Linked DNA regions of Zea mays: region 2 is linked to region 1. Evidence: chromatin contacts called from public Hi-C data. All regions are on one chromosome and are shown on one strand. Each heading gives the region's core, a stretch centred on a gene start, on an enhancer-like site or on the middle of the called end of the contact. The rest is flanking DNA. Distances are from core to core; before and after follow the strand shown. Region 1 holds the start of LOC103641203 (Octicosapeptide/Phox/Bem1p (PB1) domain-containing protein / tetratricopeptide repeat (TPR)-containing protein). Region 2 holds the start of LOC100272285 (CRS2-associated factor 1 mitochondrial).

Region 1 (3,516 bases), core at 473-2,972:
TATGAAACATTGACTTTCTCAAGTATAAATTCCTGTAAAGGATCTTCAGCCAAGCATGGCCTTCTTCTTGCACGAGACATGTGGACATTGCCGCAGTTAAACAATGCCAGTGCTGCCATCTCCTTAAATTTGGACTCTGCAACCTCAAATATTTCCTGTGCCTCTTCTCTTTGTATTGTGTCTTCCATAGCCTCATAGTGCAGTCTCAGGCCAAGGTCATGGAGATCCAGATATGCATCAGAACTAAAACCAACATGATTCTTAAATATCTGTGCAAACTGTACCATCCAGTCATCAGCGTAATGCTTATGCTCAACATCATGCCCAATGGTCCCATTATCCAACATGATATCACGATTTCTCTCTAACGTGGCAAAGGAAGGACGTCTCCTGACCCCATCCACACCAAGCTCTTGAACATGATTAACCTCTACAACATAGAATCGGATTGGCACTTGCGAAACTGCCAGATTGCTTGCCCAGCTTAGCTCCTCAGACAAGGTTATCGTCACCAAGTCTTCTTCTTTGTCTTTATACTTGATCAGAAACGCTTTCAGTGACGGGAATTTGTTCTGAACTATTTCTCTCAATTGTGGCAGAGAGCAGTTAGCTGGCATCTGAGCACACCTGATGTCCTCTCCAAAGACCAGCTTCACATCCTTCATGACTTCCTCCTTGGCACCAATGTTGTCCTGACAATGATTCACTGCAGAATGCTTTTGCTGCTTGCTCTCACCACACCTCGGTTTCTTTCCAGCAGCGTGTGCACCTCGCTTTTTGCCCATGTCCTTCTCTCCCGTCTCAGTACTTTGTTCTAGCTTCTCGAGACCATTGGATTCACTATCTTCAGTATGATCCTGATGATTCCCTGTTCCATTTGTTTGTCTCGGGCCAGCCTGCTTCTCCGTGGAAGCAGATTCTAGTAGCGCAATACCATTTTCACCCTCCCGCCCCCCCGCAACCGAATCAAAACGCTTATTACGAGATTTCTTCCTCTCCTCTCCTTTGGCGCTAGCAATCTCATTCTCATCCTCTGGCAGCACATCCAAGGCAACCGAGATACCCTTATCCTCCAATGCCGTACGCACCCTGTCCGAGATCTGGCGCGCGGCGCGGTTGCCGGGCTCCCAACGCAGCACCGTCCGGATGTCCCCCCACGCCAGGTCGGGCCTGCCCAGCGCCTCGAAGCAGGCGGCCCGGCGGAGCAACGCCCTGCTGTACCTGGGCACCGCCTCCAGCGCGAGGTTGCACTCGTGGATGGCGTGGTGGAACTCCGCGGGGCTCATGCGCATGTAGCAGTGCGCGATGCTGGCCCGGAGGTGCGCCGCCTCGACGCGCCGCCCGGCGGGGAGCAGCTGGACCGCCTTGTCGTACTTGAACGCCGCGCCCTCGAAGTCCCGCCTGTTGAACAGCCGCGTGCCCTCCTCCTTGAGCTCCCGCGACAGCTCGAGGAACACCGCGTCGTCGCCATCGGCCTCCGCCTCCGCCGGATTCCTGGCCCCCGGGGGCTTCCCCATGGTTGGGGCCTGGCGCTGGCCGGCGGCCGCCCTCCTTCGTCCTTCCCCCAAATGAAACGCCTTTCCCCTCTCGCTTCTTGGGGACAAAGAGGAAACCTTCAATCTCGGCAGTTTTGAAGATTTTAAGCGGGAGGGAACGGAAACGGGAAACAGGAACCAGAAGCTGCACGCGCTCTTCCTCTTCCAGTCCCACTCCCACCCACCCCACCAAGAAACGAAATGCGCGAGAGAACGCTAAAAGTGCGGGGTTTTGTCTGTGCTCGCCCGCGGGCCGAATCTAAGAAACAGAGGTGGGAGTATAGATGTCCCAGCACGAAGCCCGCGAGCCCGGCACGAAGCCCGTTTTTTGGGCCCAGTCCGAGCCCGGCATGGCCCGGTTATATGCGGGCCCGGGCCGGCCCGGCACGAATAAGCGGGCCGGGCTCGGACAGGAAATTAGGCACGGTGGGCTAGCCCGGCACGGCTCGTTTAGCTCTAAGCCCGTTAAGCCCGCTTTTTTTACACTAAAACGTGCTTTTCGGCCCGCATAGCCCGCTTTTCGGCCCGCTTTTTCGTGCTAAACGGGCCGGCCCGGCCCGTTTAGGCCCGTTGCGGGCCGGGCTCGGACAAGGAATTGAGCCCGCGTGCTTAGCCGGCCCGGACCGGTTTTTAATCGTGCCTAGCGGGCCGGGCCCAAAACGGGCCAGGCTTCACCGGACCCGGGCCGGACCGGGCCGGGCAGCCCGTTTGGACATCTATAGGTGGGAGCGGAAGATGCTTCGACGGCACGGAAGGAGCAGCCGAAGACAGGACACGAGGCGGCGAAGCAAACGGCAGCAGCCAAGCAACCAAAGCAGAGGAAGTAGTAAAGGGAAAGGAAGGGAAGTTGGATAGGGTAGGGGCGGGTGGACAAATGGCGCGAGACCCAAAGTCACGGAACGGAGAGGCGATACGATACGAGACGCTTTTTGTTTTTTCTTGGTGGAATCGAGGCTACGGGTGACAGCCGACTTGGGCTGCCGTGCGCGGTGCGCCAGTGCCGTTCCAGCCCAGCCGGAGGAGACGGGCCCGCAGGGCCGTGACCCACGAGCGGGGCATGTACGACGTCAATAAAGACGCCGTGACCATATTATTACGCGTATGGTACACTAATACAAAAATGTTACTAGCAAACAATAATTACAAGGAAATGGATAACACACATATTATCATCATCTCAATACCTTACAAATGCTTTGACAATGACGACTACAATGTTACTCCCTAAGTTTACATTAGATATTTCAAATGATTTCTTTTGATTAGATTAGACTCTTCATGTTGCTTTTAGTAGTAAGCTAAAGATTTTTTTCTAAGGTAATGAAACTATTTAACAAAACAAAAAAGAGTTTCAAGGACCTGTTAGATCTTTCCTATCAGTAGGAAAAAAATATCATGGTACACCACTATCGATACCTTAAATATGGGGTACCCACTCATAACGGGTCAGACAGAATCCATATGGCTATCAGTGGCCATGGGAGGACGAGTGGTCTACCCCGGCTTGGGGCCTAGGCCTGTCCAGTAGGACTGCAAGCCTCTGGACTGGTCACCCCAGGTCCCGGTGGTGGGACTGCTCGTTTAGCTACATCCCGGAATTGGACCCCACGGAACGGTCCCGGACCCCCCCATGTGTGACATCCATACCTCCGGCCGAGGGAGGTCTGGTGTCGCCGCGTGCCCAAGCCGTCACAAAAGGACCCGAACTTCCCTAGGTGTTTCCAGACTCCCAATTTGGAGAGGTCCGGGGCTACCACGTCTGCATACGCTCCCAGTTACTACTCTCCGCCCAGGCGGGGGTGCGGTGCTGCCACATGGCCCGAGGCGTATCGTGGAAGCTGCTAGGCATCGTTTGGTACAAGCCTCTGACACGAGGACTTTGATTGTGATGGTTTCAAAGAGGTTGTTGCCGGAAGATCACAGGAGCCATGGTCTGATACAGTGAAAGATGAAGAGGCCCCCTTGCAAGATAAGCCAAAGC
Region 2 (3,516 bases), core at 281-2,780, 160 kb after region 1:
TGAGACAAGAATGCAAGGAACAAGGTCCTAAACCAAAATAAGAGTGTGGAGTATACTCAGTTATAAATGATTTTTAAATCACATATGTAGTTTGAACAGGTAGCCATACACTCACCCTGAGCTTAACTCCAATCTTCTTATAGTCACTTTTTGGCAATCCTTTGCAGTCTATTCGAACCAGCTCATCCGTCAAAAAGGCATCCCGGACCATTGGCACGAGACTAGCATAATATCCATTCTTGGCTGCGAGATAGAATGGTTGTTTCACACACTTATTCCTTACAATACATATAGGTGGAGAAGGGGAGGAAAAAAATACCAAGTTTTGTCAAAACAGGAACATGTAGGCCCTTCTTCCTCATTTGCTTTGTCTCCTCAACTGTGAGCCCTTCTATTGTCGTTTTGATTAGCCTCGGGTAAACAGGTTCAGCAGGCTTCCACAGCATCAACGGAACAACAGGTCTTTTCTTTGGATTATAGTGCCTACCCCTGTACAGTATCAACAGGCTACCATGCCGGTGGATGATCAGGCCACCAGTTTTATCCTGGACAAGAAGTAGACATAGTTATGCTTGTCCTCAAAAACCAAATGTTGCAACCAGTGACATCAAACCATAACTCCAAAAATGGTTTGCATATCGACAACCATAACTACTTAAAATGTTACAACCAGTGCTATACCTCAAGCTGATGGCACACGTTTTGCATATCGACCGTTGGCACGCCGAGGCATTTTATCCTGACGGCCTCGCAGGTCTTCCAGTTGTTGTGAACGTCGCTTAGCATGTTGTGAGTAAACCCATCTCTCCCTAGAGAAATTGACAAACATCATTCATCACGACAGTTTGAAATGCATCCTTTGCTTCGCGCCGAAGCCGAGCAAAATCCTACCAAGGTTGATCTGACGCTTGGTGCGGTTCTTCTGGCACCTGTCGACCAAGAACGCACGCTCCGCGGGGGTGAGAGGCTCTCCCAGTACCCGCTCCCGCTCTCGCCGGCGCGCCTCCTCAAGCCCCCTCTCGGCGTCGGGAAGGGGGTCCTCTGCCTCGACGTCCCGCAGGGTAGCGTCGACGGCGGGCGCGCAGAGCCCCGTCCAGGGCCGGTCGAGCCGCCCGGGCCCGAACGGGGAGTACCTGGGCTCGCGCAGCCCGATGGGCTTGGAGGCCGGGGTGCTCTCGGTGTAGCTGAAGCGGAAGTCGAAGGGGAGGTCGGAGTGCGCGGGCGGGCGACCGCCACGGTCCAGCGAGGACGGAGGGCGGTAGGGCGGCTTCTTCGCGCGGCGCTTCTTCGCAGCGGCGGCGGAGTCGGCGGTGTCGCTGTGAGGTTCTCGCGGGGCCGGGGTGAGGGAGTCCGGGGCCACGAAGCCGTAACGGTCCAGGAGGCGGGAGAGGTGGCGGCGGGGAGGGAGGCCAGGAGGAGCGCGCGCGCGGCGGAGGGTACCGGGGAGGGTGAGCATGGGGCGGCTGGGAGGTCACGGCGGCTCACTGGGGAGTGGGGACACAGTCCGTCGGGCGGCGGTGATGACTGATTGGGTTACAGAACAGAGCCTTCTCCTGGTAGTGGTTTGGGGACAAATCGCGTCCGTGCAACGGAAGGCTGCCCAAACAAACGAACGGCCCGATTCGATTGTCACTGTGATCTCAGGCAAGAGGCCCGCCTTGATGCTGTGAGATTCGGGTGGGTTAGGCGGTTAGCCGTCTCCAGAGCTTATCTTAACTCTTATTCCATCTCTATTTTAAAATTCTACTTTATAAACAGTAAACTCTAAAGTACAAATAGTGTTATGTATGACCAACAATCATACTCACGATTTGAGTCGTTACACTAAAGATGGGCTATGAGAAATCATTCGAAGCCCAATACGACAAGAAGACCCACGTAGCGCTCCAAGTAATATCACCTCGCTAGCTGAAGAAGTACGAGCGACCGAGTAAACTATAAAAAAGGAGTCGGGCTCATTTTTTAACTCATCTTTCTCTAGCTGGTGGCTAAGATAAAGTGTAATATTTATTTTTATTAGTTTATTATTTAATATATGGACAATATGTTCGCTTTGATATTAATTTTTTTATGGATATCAAATATGATTGTGTGTCGGCACAACGCACGTAGAAGTAGGGATGGTAATAGACTCTAAATTTTACACTATATAAATTTTAGAGCCGAAGTACAAATGTGATTTTGCCCCTCAAAATTCGACTTTGTGATTTTGGGTCACTTTTTTTAAAATGAAAAATAAGTTTGTCCCTGCTTCTATTAGATGATAATAAAGATGTGAAATAGGACATACATAGACAAATTTTACCCTTAGATCGTAATTATGATTTTGCCCCTTCTTTGAAAAAACAGGGGTAAAATCACAATTATAGAACAGACAGATTCTAAAGAAGGGCGCAAAATCATATTTACGACGAAAGAATAAATGTCTTTATATGTCCTATTTCACACCATTACTTCCATCTAACATAAGCGGAGATAGACTTGTTTTTTGTTTTAAAAAAGACATGAAATCACAAAGTCGTTGCACTTCCATCAAGGATAGAAACACAATTGCTCCTAAAATTTAAGAATCAAATCGGATTACCGGATTACGATCAAACTCTATTTCTACTCAATTTCAAACTAAATTAATTAAAGACCCTAACCTATTATAAAGAAATATTTGGAATGCACGTGCATTGGACTAGTTATAAAAAATTAGCGAGTTATCATAAATTCATAATTCAAGTACGCAGTCAGAGATTCAGTTGCAAGTACGCAGTCAGAGATTCAGTTGAAGACGATGGAGTGGCAAATGCGCAAATCTGCTGACATAGTTGAAGTGGCAAATCCATATTTCTGGTTAATTTTGCCAGCCAGAACAGGTTCATAAGACACCTATACTATCCGATCCTTTAGTTCCAACATTTTCATTTGATACACAAAATAGTAGTTAGATATCAACTATCAGTACAATTAACTTATCGCGGACCCAGATGATAGCCGCAGCACCTCAGCTCCGACCTTTACAAACACAGGAGCATTGGCGCATGCGGCAACTGCACATGACATAAGCTCCTCCAGCTCTGCTGCCCTGGCATAGAAGAACTCAAAAGGCATGGCTGACCACATCAAGCAATATACATCCAAAGCCATGGCTGCCAATCTTCGCTTCACCCACTGACTGGTATATTAACAAATTGGTGGATTTTTTTTTTACTAGGATGATTGATACACATCTCTATTGTGCCCTTGCAAAATACTCCTCCGTACCAGAATTAGTGGGAGTCTGATCTCAAGCTTGCCTTCACCTCGGCCCTGACAGCTGTTCAGCGTGGAGGTTGTCGGTGGAGTCGAGAATCCATTCCGAGGTTCGATGAGGGCCTAGCTCAACCTCTTGCCGTACCACTTCTACCTTCTGCCACTCCTCCCACCTCTCGGCGAGACCATCGCCTTCAAGCATCCTCACAACCTCCGACATCTTAGGACGTTCCATGGGGTTGCTCTGAGTGCAGAGGAGCGCCACCTGGATCAGAG

What was found. Hi-C and Micro-C count contacts between places; a contact is called where the count stands out from the background.
Region 2: a contact with region 1 is called in a Hi-C map of tassel, with 3 times the contacts expected there. The contact joins the promoter of LOC100272285 here to the promoter of LOC103641203 in region 1. A contact is called at or near these places in 13 of 25 Hi-C or Micro-C datasets (bundle sheath, ear, endosperm and 5 more).

Annotation. Positions count from the first base shown.
Region 1 is chr10:72,298,913-72,302,428 of Zm-B73-REFERENCE-NAM-5.0, forward strand. It overlaps LOC103641203 (Octicosapeptide/Phox/Bem1p (PB1) domain-containing protein / tetratricopeptide repeat (TPR)-containing protein), which reads right to left and starts at 1,723. Exons shown (of 3, transcript NM_001397162.1): 1 at 1-1,723. The coding sequence starts at 1,517.
Region 2 is chr10:72,458,781-72,462,296 of Zm-B73-REFERENCE-NAM-5.0, forward strand. It overlaps LOC100272285 (CRS2-associated factor 1 mitochondrial), which reads right to left and starts at 1,531. Exons shown (of 5, transcript NM_001146772.1): 1 at 892-1,531; 2 at 682-809; 3 at 320-545; 4 at 116-243; 5 at 1-27. The coding sequence starts at 1,456. It overlaps LOC103641205 (somatic embryogenesis receptor kinase 2-like), which reads right to left. Exons shown (of 11, transcript NM_001326455.1): 11 at 2,816-3,516. The coding sequence ends at 3,287.